Linked DNA regions of Sus scrofa: regions 2, 3 and 4 are each linked to region 1. A link is a contact called in public HiChIP or PLAC-seq data. All regions are on one chromosome and are shown on one strand. Each heading gives the region's core, a stretch centred on a gene start, on an enhancer-like site or on the middle of the called end of the contact. The rest is flanking DNA. Distances are from core to core; before and after follow the strand shown.

Region 1 (2,756 bases), core at 15-2,514:
AAACTCTCAGACAGGGTAAGCAATTATAATACAGCTTCAGGGACTATAGCAATTGCTAACTGTAACCACCAGGTAGCACAGCAGAATATGGAACTCATGCAAGCATGTGAAAAACAGCTGAAGGGAATAACTGCTGACTGCAACCACCACATGGCACAGCAGAACACAAAACTCAGCAGAAAAGGGCAAAGAAATACAAGGCAGCTGAAAGGAATAGAGTAATTGCTGACAGCAACCACCAGGTGGTGCAGTAGAATGTGAAATTCAGCAAGACAGGGCAAGCAATATGAGACAGCTGAAGGGAATATAGCAATTCCTTACTGTAACCAGCAGGGGCACAGGAGAATACAAATCTCAGGGCTAGCATGCACAAGAGAGCAGAAGGGGATAGAGTAATTGCTAACTGCAACCACAAGGTGGCACAGCGATCTCAGCAGGGCAGGTAGAAAAGTACAAGATTACTGCAGAGAATATAGCAATTGCAGTAACTACAAGGTGGCGGGTAGAATACAAAACTCAAGGCATTCATGTACAAAATAAAGGGAATATAGCAGTTGCTAACTGCAAGCGCCAGGTGGCACAGTAAAGCACAGAACTCAATAGGACAAGACAAAGAAGTGCAAAAGAGCCGAAAAGAATAGAAATTGCTAATGGCAACCACCAGCTGTCAGTAGAATGTAGAACTCTCAGCCAGACAGGGCAAGTTAAGTACAAGGCTGTGGGAAATATAGCAGTTGCTAACTGTAACCACCAGGTGGTGCAGCAGAATACAAAACTCAGGGAAGCATGTACAAGATGGCTGAAGGGGATAGAGTAATTACTAGGTGCAACCTCCAGGTGGCACAGTAGAATGCAAAATTCAGGACAGGGCAAAGAAATATAGGACAGCTGAAAGGAATACAGTAAATGTTAACAGCAACTACCAGGTGGCAAAACAGAATACAAATCTCAAGGCAAGCATGTAAAAGACATCTGAAGGGAATATAGTAATTGCTAACTGCAACTACAGGGTGGTGCAGCAGAACTCAAAACTCAGAAGGACAGGGCAATAAATAGTATACAAGACAGCTAAAGTGATTATAAATCACTTGCTAACTGTAACCACCAGGTGGCGCAGCAGAACACAGGGCAGAGTACAAGACGAGAATAGGGTAATTGCTAACAGCATCCACCAGGTGGTGCAGTTGAACGCAAAACTCAGCAGGACAGGACAAAGACGTACAGGAGAGCTGAAAGGAATAGAGTAAGTGCTAACAGCATCCACCAGGTGGCGCAGTTGAATGCAAAAACAGCTGGATAGGGCGAAGACTTGCAAGACAGATGAAGAGAATAGAGTAATTCCTAACAATAACCACCAGGTGGCGCAGTAGACCGCAAAGCGCAGCAGGACAGTGTGATGTATGTATGCTTAAAAAAGGGGTAGTTGCTTACAGTATCCACCAGGTGGCGCAGCATACCGCAAAACTCTCAACAGGAGGGGGCTAAAGGAGTACAAGACAGCTGAAGGGAATACAGCAATTGCTGACTGCAACCACGATGCAGCTCAGCAGAATGCAAAACTCTCGCAGAACGTGATAAACCCACCCCCTTTTGCTACTTTCCTCAAAGAGGAATTTGGTACCCCAGAAATTTGACCTCTGAGGATTGGTCAGAGTTAGCTACCATTAAGATTATTGCCCAATACCTTAATTTTACCCTCTCCCAATTTGCCTCTGATAATAATCAGACATATGGTAAAATGCAATTGCTAAAATTTTGTACCCTTTAGTCAGGTCAGAGGATTGGAACTGTGCTTTGCCTTTGATTACTTATTTACTTCAGGCAATTGACTCTTGCTGTCTATCTGTAAAAAGAATATAATAGTACCTTCTTTGCAAGATTATTGTAAGTATTAAATCAGTACAAATGTCACCTTAGGTAGCTCTATGTGTTGGCTGTTTGATGACTGAAATGTGATGGAATTATGAATACTCATGAGAGAAGGAATGTTGATGCAAACAGCAGAGACACTTTTGAATTCTAAGATCCTGAAGCCATTTTCCTCTCTTGTTAGATTTTTACATTTAACTTCACATCATGATTTAAAGTTATTTTCTGGAAAGAAACTAATCACAATGCCAGATGTCAAGACAGAATAATACATGTTTACTGTCATACATTTCTTTCTTAATATTTGGAAATTAAAATTTCCAAGGTTTAGTTCTAAAGGCTTTTACCTTGATTTCTGAAATATTTTGTAAACAGAAAATCAGTTAGGTTTTCTCAAAGAGCATGATGTTTTACACAAAAGTATATCTTGGGTTGTCTGAGTCCAACCAAGAGGCTGCTCAAAAAGCAGGTTAGAAGAAAATCCATGTCTAATTCCTCTAATGAGTGGGTTAAGCATTTGTCTCCATATTTAAATGGTTGCAGACTTTGAGAATAAATTCAGAGAATCATCCCTCATAGGGACAGAAACGAATGAAAAGAGTCTAGAATTGAACATGTCTCTCTTTCTAAAATCACAAATTGAAGACCTAGCTTTGTGGGATGAAGAGGTTGATCTATTAAGGCTGAATTTTCAGTGATATAAACTTTAGGGTGCCTTTCAGCATTAAGTTGTGAAAGCCCTTTCTGGACGTTTTGCAGAATGTTGGCGTACAGCCTGCCTGCTGAGATCCCAGTGTGTGACCTGTTCCTGCCTGCAGCCAGAGGCAAACTCAGTGACCCACTGAGGCCACAGTCAACTGGCACAGACTGGAAAATTGTTAAATAAA
Region 2 (2,718 bases), core at 103-2,602, 150 kb after region 1:
CACAGAGTTCACAGCTCTAATGCTAATTAGCACTCCAGAGCTGCAATCCACTTTTGGCCCAAATTCTTGGCCAGTGGAAAGCCAATCTCCACAATATAAAGAGCCTAGGCATCCTTGCCAGACAAAGCTAGTTTCAAATCCTGGCTCTGTCACATACTGGCTCTATGACTCTGGGCAAGTTACCCAACTTAGCAGAGCCTCTATTTTCTCACGCATGAAATGGTGATAATAACACTAAATACTTCACAGGTTGTTGAGAGGATTAAACAAGATGATGGGGCTAAGGTCCTGCCATAGAGCAAGTACACATAAGTATACTACTGTGTGAGTAACTATTGTAGTTGTGCATGACTCTGGGGCTCCCTAGACTTGCCAGGAGCAGGTTTGGGTTGGTTGGTTATTGGGTCTTGCTCTGAACTGGAGATGGGTTGGGGTGGGGGGTGGTTAAGTGACAGGACAGGAAGCTTCGTGGATACCTGGTCAGGTATGGCATACTGTGGGGCTCTGAGGTTTGATCTGCTGAGAAAAATGCTATTCCAGGAGCTCCAGAATAATCATCAACCCACAGCCTATTAAAGACCCTAAATTCTGGGGGCTAGTCCCTCTTGCAGCTGACAATCTTTCCATTCCTAGCTCACTAAACTAGGAAAGGCCACTGCACTATATAAAGCTGTGAAATAACCAGAAACTTTTAATTCAGATGCGAAATAAAATGCCAGAATCACTTTTGCCTCTGCAAATAATCTGTCTTACCTTTGGAAGTGAGGGCATGAAGATTATATCTTAAAGTGGGGTGTTCAGAGTAGCTACACCTGAGAGCCATCTCATACAGGTTGAATCAAGATCTCAGAGATGGGGATGAAGAGCCCACATTAAATCTAGTTCCCCAGGTAGTCCTGCTGCATCCTGAACCCTTGCTTCTGCAGTGCAGTCCCATCAGCAACACTAGGGAACTTATAAGAAATGCAGACGCTCAGGCCCTGCCCCAGACCTACTGAATCTTCACTTTTAAACAATTGTGCTAAAATATGCATAACACAGAATTTACCATCTTGACTGTTTTTAAATGTAGGGTTCAGTAGTGTTAAGTATATTCACATTATGCAACCAATCTCCAGAACTCTTTTCATCTTGCAAAACTGCAGCTCTGTACCCATTAAAACTCCCCATTTCCTCCTCCCCCAACTCCCCAGCCACTGGCAGCCACTCAAAACTGCATTTCAACAAGCTCCCCAGCTGATTCATATGCCCATTAAGGGTTGAGAAGCATTGCTCTAAGTAGGAGGATCATAGATCACAAAATCAGGAGTTACTGTGAGGCACCCAGGTCATGACCTTGGCAATGCAATAGAAACCAGCCAGCAGGGCAATGACTAGTCTCTCCAGACAATTCTGATGCATGCTCAAGTTGGAGAACCACTGCTCTAGACCAGTGATTTGCACTCCAGCCTACATACTAGAATCATCTGGGAACTTTATGATTCACACCTGAGACTCCTCCCAAATCAACTAATTCTAGTCTCTAAAGGCAGGGCCCAGGTAGCTGAAAGCTCTCCCAGCAATTCTGATAACTTAGCCAAGTTTCAGAACCACTGATCTGTAGGGATGAAGGAGGTTAGTAGGATTCTGCATTGAGTGTAGGATTTAGAGGGGCATGATGGCTCCAGGAAAGGCATTATAACCAATGCTCCATTTTATATTGGCTCAGTTTCCCCAATAAGAATGATTGCTCTGAGAAGTTTAAAAAAAAAAAAAAAAAAAAAAAAAGCTGTCTTTGTGAAAAGAAATAGCTGTTTCCTTAGAAGACCTAACACCCTCCCATTCCCTGTCATTATTTCCTATTGGGTGCTCTGTTTATTTTTTAATAGATTCACCACAATTAACAATTACTGAGTTTGTCTGCCTCCTTTCACTAAACTAACACCGGTGTCTGTGTAAGAGCCAGGTTCAGAGATCTGGCTCAGCCCTCCCTCCTACAGAGCTCTTGATAAATATTCAAATGAATCAGACACAGGTACCCATCAACCCTGCTTTGTCACCAAATTTGTGGCTTCTGATAGTGAAAGAGACTGCTAAACTGTCAGGACATCACATGGGGGGAGGAGGGGAACTGGGGTCTGCATGGAGCAGTCAAGGTCAGTGAGGGCAAGTTCTTCCAGGGAGAAGAGGCTGGCGCAAGTAGCAGTGCAGACTGATTCATTGGGTGAAAATTAGAATTCTAAAGTGAATAGGGATTTTGAGTTTGTGAGTTAGTCATACAAGTGTGACTTCAGAATCCCCCAGCTGGTGAGGCTTGGACGACAGTGCATTTATATAACCACCACCACCCCACCCTCCATCCTGACTGTCATCCCAGGTAGAATTCTGTAATTCTACCTGCTCTGGGAAGAGCAGAGATTTTGGAATAGAACTGCACTCAAATTCTGCTCCCTCTTTTGGGCTCGCTGTTCCACCACGAGAAATTACATATGTGAGCCTCAGATTCCTCAACAATAACAATAATTAAAAATAATTATTGATAATAACAATAATTATCCCATAGATTACATAAAGCACCTGGTAAAGTGTCTGACACATAGCAGGGCTCAATAAATTTTTCTTTTTTTTTTTTAGGGCCACACCCGCGGCATATGGAGGTTCCCAGGTTAGGGGTCGAATGGGAGACACAGCCAGAGCAATGTGGGATCCAAGCTGCGTCTGCGACCTACACCACAGCTC
Region 3 (2,831 bases), core at 97-2,596, 190 kb after region 1:
CATTTGAAGGATAGATAAATGATCAGTCAATCCCTACTACTGAATCTTCTTTACTTTTGTCTTTTTAGGGCCATGCCCATGGCATATGGAGGTTCCCAGGCTAGGGGTCCAATCCGAGCTACAGCTGCCAGCCTACACCACAGTTTACAGCAACACCAGATCCTTAACCCACTGAGCGAGGGCAGGGATCGAACCTGCAACCTCGTGGTTCTAGTCGGATTCCTTTCCGCTGGGCCACAACAAGAACTCCTGATATATTTTTATTTACTGTATATTTTCCTACTTGGTATGTCTATTAATTTTGGACTGGATGCCTGATATGTTGAATTTAATATTGTTGAATCTTGGATTTTATCATAGAGAGTATTAGACTTTGCTTTGGCAGGCACTTAAGTTACTTACTGAGCAGTTTGCTTCTACCAGAGCTTGTCTTTAAGCTGTTGAAGGAGCTACAATGGTTTTCCTTTAGAGGCCAGTCTGGAGCTAAGTTTACCTCACTACTAAGGCATGACTCGTTGGGGGTCTCTATAGCACATTCCATGAATTCGAAGTCTCTCCACTTCTGCTCCAGAGAATTCAAATGATTCCCAAGTCCTGTGTGAGCTCTGAGAATTGTTTGGCTTACTGCTCCCCAATAATTGTTCTTTCCTGGCCTTGAGGAGTTTCACATGAAATATTCACTGATTTGTATTCAGCTAAAGATGCAAGGGTGCCCCTATGCAGATTTCTGAAGCTTTCTCCATGAACTCTGCCTCTTAAATCCCAACCAACTTGCTCTCTTCAAATTCCCAAATTCAATCCCTGCCTTCTCCACTCAGTCAGCCCTGTCTTTACCCAAGACCCTAGGCTCTGAGTTCTCCTTGTACTTCTGAACTGGAAACTACCTCCCAGCAGGTGGCCAGGGTGATACAAGGCCCATCTTGTTTGTTTCTTTTCTCTCAGGTACAAAGGTCCCTAACTGCTTATTCTTGAAAACAGTTGTTTCACATACTTTGCTCAGTTTCTTAATAAGTCCAGACCCATTTCTTCTTGTCCAGAGTGGATGTCTTAAATGCCTTACGGAAAATGAAGACTGTTTTATAAATGTTATTTGCTACGGTTAAAATTCATCTCTCTCCAGGGCGCCCATCATTTTCTTCTTAGTAGACGGTGACGGGTCATTTCCTCCAGTGGCAACCTCTAGGCTCTAGGGTCCGAACTCTGGCCTAGCCTTAACTCCGCGCCGGGAGCGCACACTCCCAGTTTCTCCCGCGCGCGCCTTCCTCTCGCCCCTCCCCCCCGCTCCGGTCAGCTTCAGCGCTCGCGTTCCGCCAGCCGGCTCACCGCGCCTGCGCGGCGTCTGGACGCCTTACGCTCCCGGAAGTGGGAGGTGTCCGCTGGAGTTTGTGTGGCCGCCGCCGCGGGAACGCGAGCCCGGTAATTTTTCAACGGAGAAAGGCGAGGCTCTCGGGCTTGGCCGAGTGAGAGTTAGCGAGTGGCGGACACCAGCAGTTCTCTTCTTAGGTGACACGCAGCATGGAGGATGAGCAGAGCCACCAGCCCGGCGGCGAGGCCCTGGCTCCCGCGCGGCGCGGGTCGCTGGGGTCGGAGTGCGGGGAGCAGCCGCAGCATCGGAATCCCGAGGTGAGAGTCCGTCCGCGCGCCCCAGTCTTCGAGGGTTTTCCCGCAGGAACCGCAGCCTGCGCACCCTAGGACCCCAGCCCCGGCCGCCTTCCCGGTCCCCAACTCTGGGAGCTTTACTCTGGGTGGTTGTCATGGAGCGCTCTCTGGTCCTAGTCACCCTCTGGAAGTGAGTAAACAGTAGACGAGAAGTACGTGAACTGCGGTTTTAGAAGTTATTTTAGTGGGAATTCTTCTGTAAACATTGGGGGGGGGGGCACGGTTCCTGTTTTCATTCTTTGTAGCCCTAGTTCGTAATTAGCCTGTGCTTTTAAAAATCTCGCCAAATGTTCTAGGTATGTCACTTCCTAAGACTTTAAGCCCACCTCCCAGCCTTGGCAGAAAGTATTGTGTCTGTTAGCTGGAGCTTTGTCTCTGATTTGTGCCCATTTACTTCTTTCTCCTGTGGACTTTATATGATACTCTTAATGCTTTTGATAGCTCACTGGTCAATCTTCGTTACAGTGGCAAAGTTGCAAAAACAGTCTTAAAACTTTATTTTCTTTGACAGATAATTATTTTTTGTTGACTAGCGCTGCAGAGTGTAAATAATACCATTAATAATACAGAGATGCTGAGCACCTCTTAGTGCGGGTACTTATAAGAGGCTTCCCAGCTCTTGCTCTTTTCACATAGCAACTAGAATGATCTTTTAGTAACATGAATCTGACTGGGTTCCGCCCTTCCTGAATCGTCATTTTCTGTGATGAAAAAGGGATTAATAGCTTGGTCCTTAAAGTTTTTTTTTTTTTTAAACACAATTTGTTTCAAGATGAAAGAAAATATGTTTTAATAATAACTTAGTAAGTAGGTGCTTATCAAAAGAAACCTTTTCTGCACCAAGAAGATTTTTATTATTATTATTTTTAATAGTTATTTCCCCAATACAGTTTTTTTCTACTGTATAGCATGGTGACCCAGTTACACACACATGTACACATTCTGTTTTTGCACATTATCATGCTCAAGTCATAAGTGACTAGATGTAGTTCCCAGTGCTACACAGTAGGATCTCATTGCTAATCTATTCCAAAGGCAGTAGTTTGTATCTCTTAACCCCAAGTTCCCCAGTAACCCCCACTCCCTCCCCCTTGGCAACCACAAGTCTATTCTGCAAGTCCATGATTTTCTTGTCTGTGGAAAGGTTCATTTGTGCCTTATATTAGATTCCA
Region 4 (2,751 bases), core at 170-2,669, 210 kb after region 1:
GTGTTAGAAAAGGTACTTTTAGAAGTGCATTTTCTGGATGATGTTTAGTGGAAGGCTCAGGATGCATTGGCAGTATTGCAGCTTAGGATAATCGTTGATGTTTATCTTGGTGCTTTTATGTCATTTGCTCTGTGATTCTCCCAGTAGCCCAGTGAGTAAACAGTATAACTATTACTGTCATTTTACAGTGGCTCTAAGATGCATAGGTGACAAAGCCAGCTATATACAACCACATCATGTCAAACTTATCAAATTTTCTTCCTGGTAGGGATATACAGAAGACAAAGTAGTGGTTCTCAAAAGTGGAGGACATGTTGGAATTTGGGGAGTGTCTGAGATTTTTATATTTATCAAAATGGAGCAAGTATTTAAATAGGTCTAAAATAGCATATGTTCTCTTTCATTCTGGACCTTTATTACCTTTAGTCATCTAGAAAAGCCAGATATTCTTTCACTGTATCTAAGGAGTCAGTCAAGTAAAATAATACATTATGGAAAAATGCCATTCAAAAGAATTAGTTTGGGTTAAAATGGTAGATGTTCAGAACAATCATTTCTTTTCATAAATTATTCATTAAATTACAAAACTGTAGACTTTTTAGATGTCTTAAGGATTCCATCTGTGTTGTGTATTTTTATCTAAAATTCTTTTTTTTTTTTTTTGTCTTTTCTAGGGCTGCTTCCCGCAGCATATGGAGGTTCCCAGGCTAGGGGTCTAATCGGAGCTGTAGCTGCCAGCCTATGCCACAGCCACAGCAACGCCAGATCCAAGCCATGTCTGCGACCTACACCACGGCTCATGGCATCGCCGGTTCCTTAACCCACTGAGCGAGGCTAGGGATCGAACCTGCAACCTCATGGTTCCTAGTCGGGTTTGTTAACCACTGCGCCACGATGGGAACTCCTTTTTTTTTTTTTTTTTTTTTGGTAAAATTCTAATGTATTTTTAAAAAGCTCTGAGAAATAGCAACAACAACAACAACAACAAAAAAGACAAAAGACAAAAAAAAAAAAAAAAAAAAAAAAGCTCTGAAGGTTTGCTCTTTATTTGCTTCATTTAACCCAGAGTGTTTGTCCTTTGCCTAACTTTATTTAGCTATTACTATTAATTTGCAACTTCTTTTTCCACTTCACAGTGACATGCAGAATAGTATCGAATTATTTTCTAAGCTGTTTGTTTATTTTTCAGGTTCCTAGAAGCCAAACCAAGCTAACAATAATGCTTGAAAAACTCGGAATGGATTATGATGGGCGACCTCACAGTGGTCTTGATGACTCTAAGAACATTGCCCGAATAGCTGTTCGAATGCTTCAGGATGGGTGTGAACTCCGGGTTAATGAGAAAATGCATGCAGGACAGCTAATGAGTGTGTCCTCTTCGCTACCAATAGAGGGCACCCCAGCTCCACAAATGCCCCATTCCAGAAAATAACAGCACTTTTGCTCTTTTGCCCGTGGATCATTCACTCTAACTGGAGCTGCTACCAAAGAGGTAGCAGATGAATACTTATTGAATTAGTCCTGCAGTGCAAAACTTAAGCACCTTAAACATTTAAAATCTTATTTCAGTTATAGATAGATGCATATATATGTGAACAGTTCTGTGGGGAGGGCATATTGAATTTTTTGTCATCAGCACTTTTGATATGAGCAGTATTTGTTACACAGTAGCAGTTCCTGCTTAGAACTGAATTTGTAATTTAAGGTGTCCAAGATGTGTTCTTTTTGGTTTTAAAATGTTGGCTCTCCCCTTGAATGTCATTTCTTATTGATGTTAAAATATGTAAAATGTATTTCTACATTAACAGCATTAGATCAGATTATTTCTTAAAATACAGAAAAGATGGGAAAGATAGGCCCTATATAGCCTTTGGTTTTTAAGAGTATCATAGTCTTTTTGGTTTTTGGAGTTTCTTTGTGAAGGTCAGCTGCGAGTGGTGAATTTCATAAAGTACTTGGTACACATATCTGCCTGTGGGTTTTTTTTTTCATAATTGAAAGACCTGTGATAGATTATAGGATCTCATTAGAAATGCAGGTACTCATGAGGTTAATAGAAAGTCAAAAGAAAATACCATCTAAGGAAATGTAAAGGCTACAGCTTAAACTTTATAATGTATAAATAAATCATTGGGGGTTTTTGGATTAGTGGGGTTTTTTATTTTATTGTTGTTCCCCTTCCTCTTAGGTCATATATCTGTCCTAATTCTTAAATCTAAGAGACCACGTTTCGAGTTAGACTTAATTTTTGTATTTGTAATGAACATTAAGAGTGAGGCTAATAAAGTCAATGTTTTTTTTTAAACTATATCTTATATTTTATTATTATAAATTGATTTTACATAGTGAGTGACCACAAAATGTTGAATAGTTAATTCTTAACTAATTCTGAGAACAAAAGTTGTTTATGGAATTTAGAAAGTAAAATTCTCCTTACCTAGAAGCTAAAAATGCATATCTTTGGAACTAGATTTCCCCCTGTAGCTTTCTTGGAACAATTTCATTGGCATTGTTTCTTATCATTTACTTTCTAATAATAATTGTGATGTGGGGCACAGTCTTTAAGATATTAACCTGCTGTGGCCCCTTTTGCCTGGCAAAGCAATAAAGCTATCTTTTTCTCCTTAACCTCCCCTCCCCCCAAATTTGTGATGCTAGTTTTTTTTAATGGTTTATGCATTATAATCAAATGAATTGTATACGGTCTTCCAACACAGATGCATAGGATAAAAGTAGGCATTTTTCTTGGTA

Evidence for each region. HiChIP or PLAC-seq counts read pairs in DNA pulled down with a chosen protein or histone mark.
Region 2: a contact with region 1 is called in an H3K27ac HiChIP or PLAC-seq map of alveolar macrophages. The contact joins two enhancer-like sites. A contact is called at or near these places in 1 of 47 Hi-C or Micro-C datasets (epiblast stem cells) and 1 of 2 datasets of contacts at active chromatin or transcription factors (alveolar macrophages).
Region 3: an H3K27ac HiChIP or PLAC-seq map of alveolar macrophages shows a contact between it and region 1, with 7 times the contacts expected there. The contact joins the promoter of ERI1 here to the enhancer-like site in region 1. A contact is called at or near these places in 2 of 5 promoter capture datasets (fetal liver and liver), 29 of 47 Hi-C or Micro-C datasets (adipocytes, adipose tissue, alveolar macrophages and 15 more) and 2 of 2 datasets of contacts at active chromatin or transcription factors (alveolar macrophages and skeletal muscle).
Region 4: an H3K27ac HiChIP or PLAC-seq map of alveolar macrophages shows a contact between it and region 1. The contact joins two enhancer-like sites. A contact is called at or near these places in 1 of 47 Hi-C or Micro-C datasets (embryonic fibroblasts) and 1 of 2 datasets of contacts at active chromatin or transcription factors (alveolar macrophages).

Annotation. Positions count from the first base shown.
Region 1 is chr15:56,313,014-56,315,769 of Sscrofa11.1, reverse strand. The region is part of intron 1 of LOC102160389 (a long non-coding RNA gene); the gene reads left to right. Among named protein-coding and RNA genes, the nearest start is that of MFHAS1, 110 kb to the right of the region's middle. Within about 2 kb of position 1,264, at least 10 of the 83 cell types and tissues checked have an H3K27ac peak or open chromatin away from gene starts, as enhancers often do. A contact at or near this core is called in adipose tissue and alveolar macrophages, where this site is marked.
Region 2 is chr15:56,160,610-56,163,327 of Sscrofa11.1, reverse strand. No RefSeq gene overlaps it. Among named protein-coding and RNA genes, the nearest start is that of ERI1, 38 kb to the right of the region's middle. Within about 2 kb of position 1,352, at least 3 of the 83 cell types and tissues checked have an H3K27ac peak or open chromatin away from gene starts, as enhancers often do. A contact at or near this core is called in alveolar macrophages, where this site is marked.
Region 3 is chr15:56,122,035-56,124,865 of Sscrofa11.1, reverse strand. ERI1 (3'-5' exoribonuclease 1) reads left to right here and starts at 1,346. Exons shown (of 7, transcript XM_021075032.1): 1 at 1,346-1,623. The coding sequence starts at 1,516. LOC106508273 (a long non-coding RNA gene) reads right to left here and starts at 1,260. Exons shown (of 3, transcript XR_001305012.2): 1 at 992-1,260.
Region 4 is chr15:56,098,364-56,101,114 of Sscrofa11.1, reverse strand. ERI1 (3'-5' exoribonuclease 1) reads left to right here. Exons shown (of 7, transcript XM_021075032.1): 7 at 1,190-2,751. The coding sequence ends at 1,432. Among named protein-coding and RNA genes, the nearest start is that of ERI1, 24 kb to the left of the region's middle. Within about 2 kb of position 1,419, at least 5 of the 83 cell types and tissues checked have an H3K27ac peak or open chromatin away from gene starts, as enhancers often do. A contact at or near this core is called in alveolar macrophages, where this site is marked.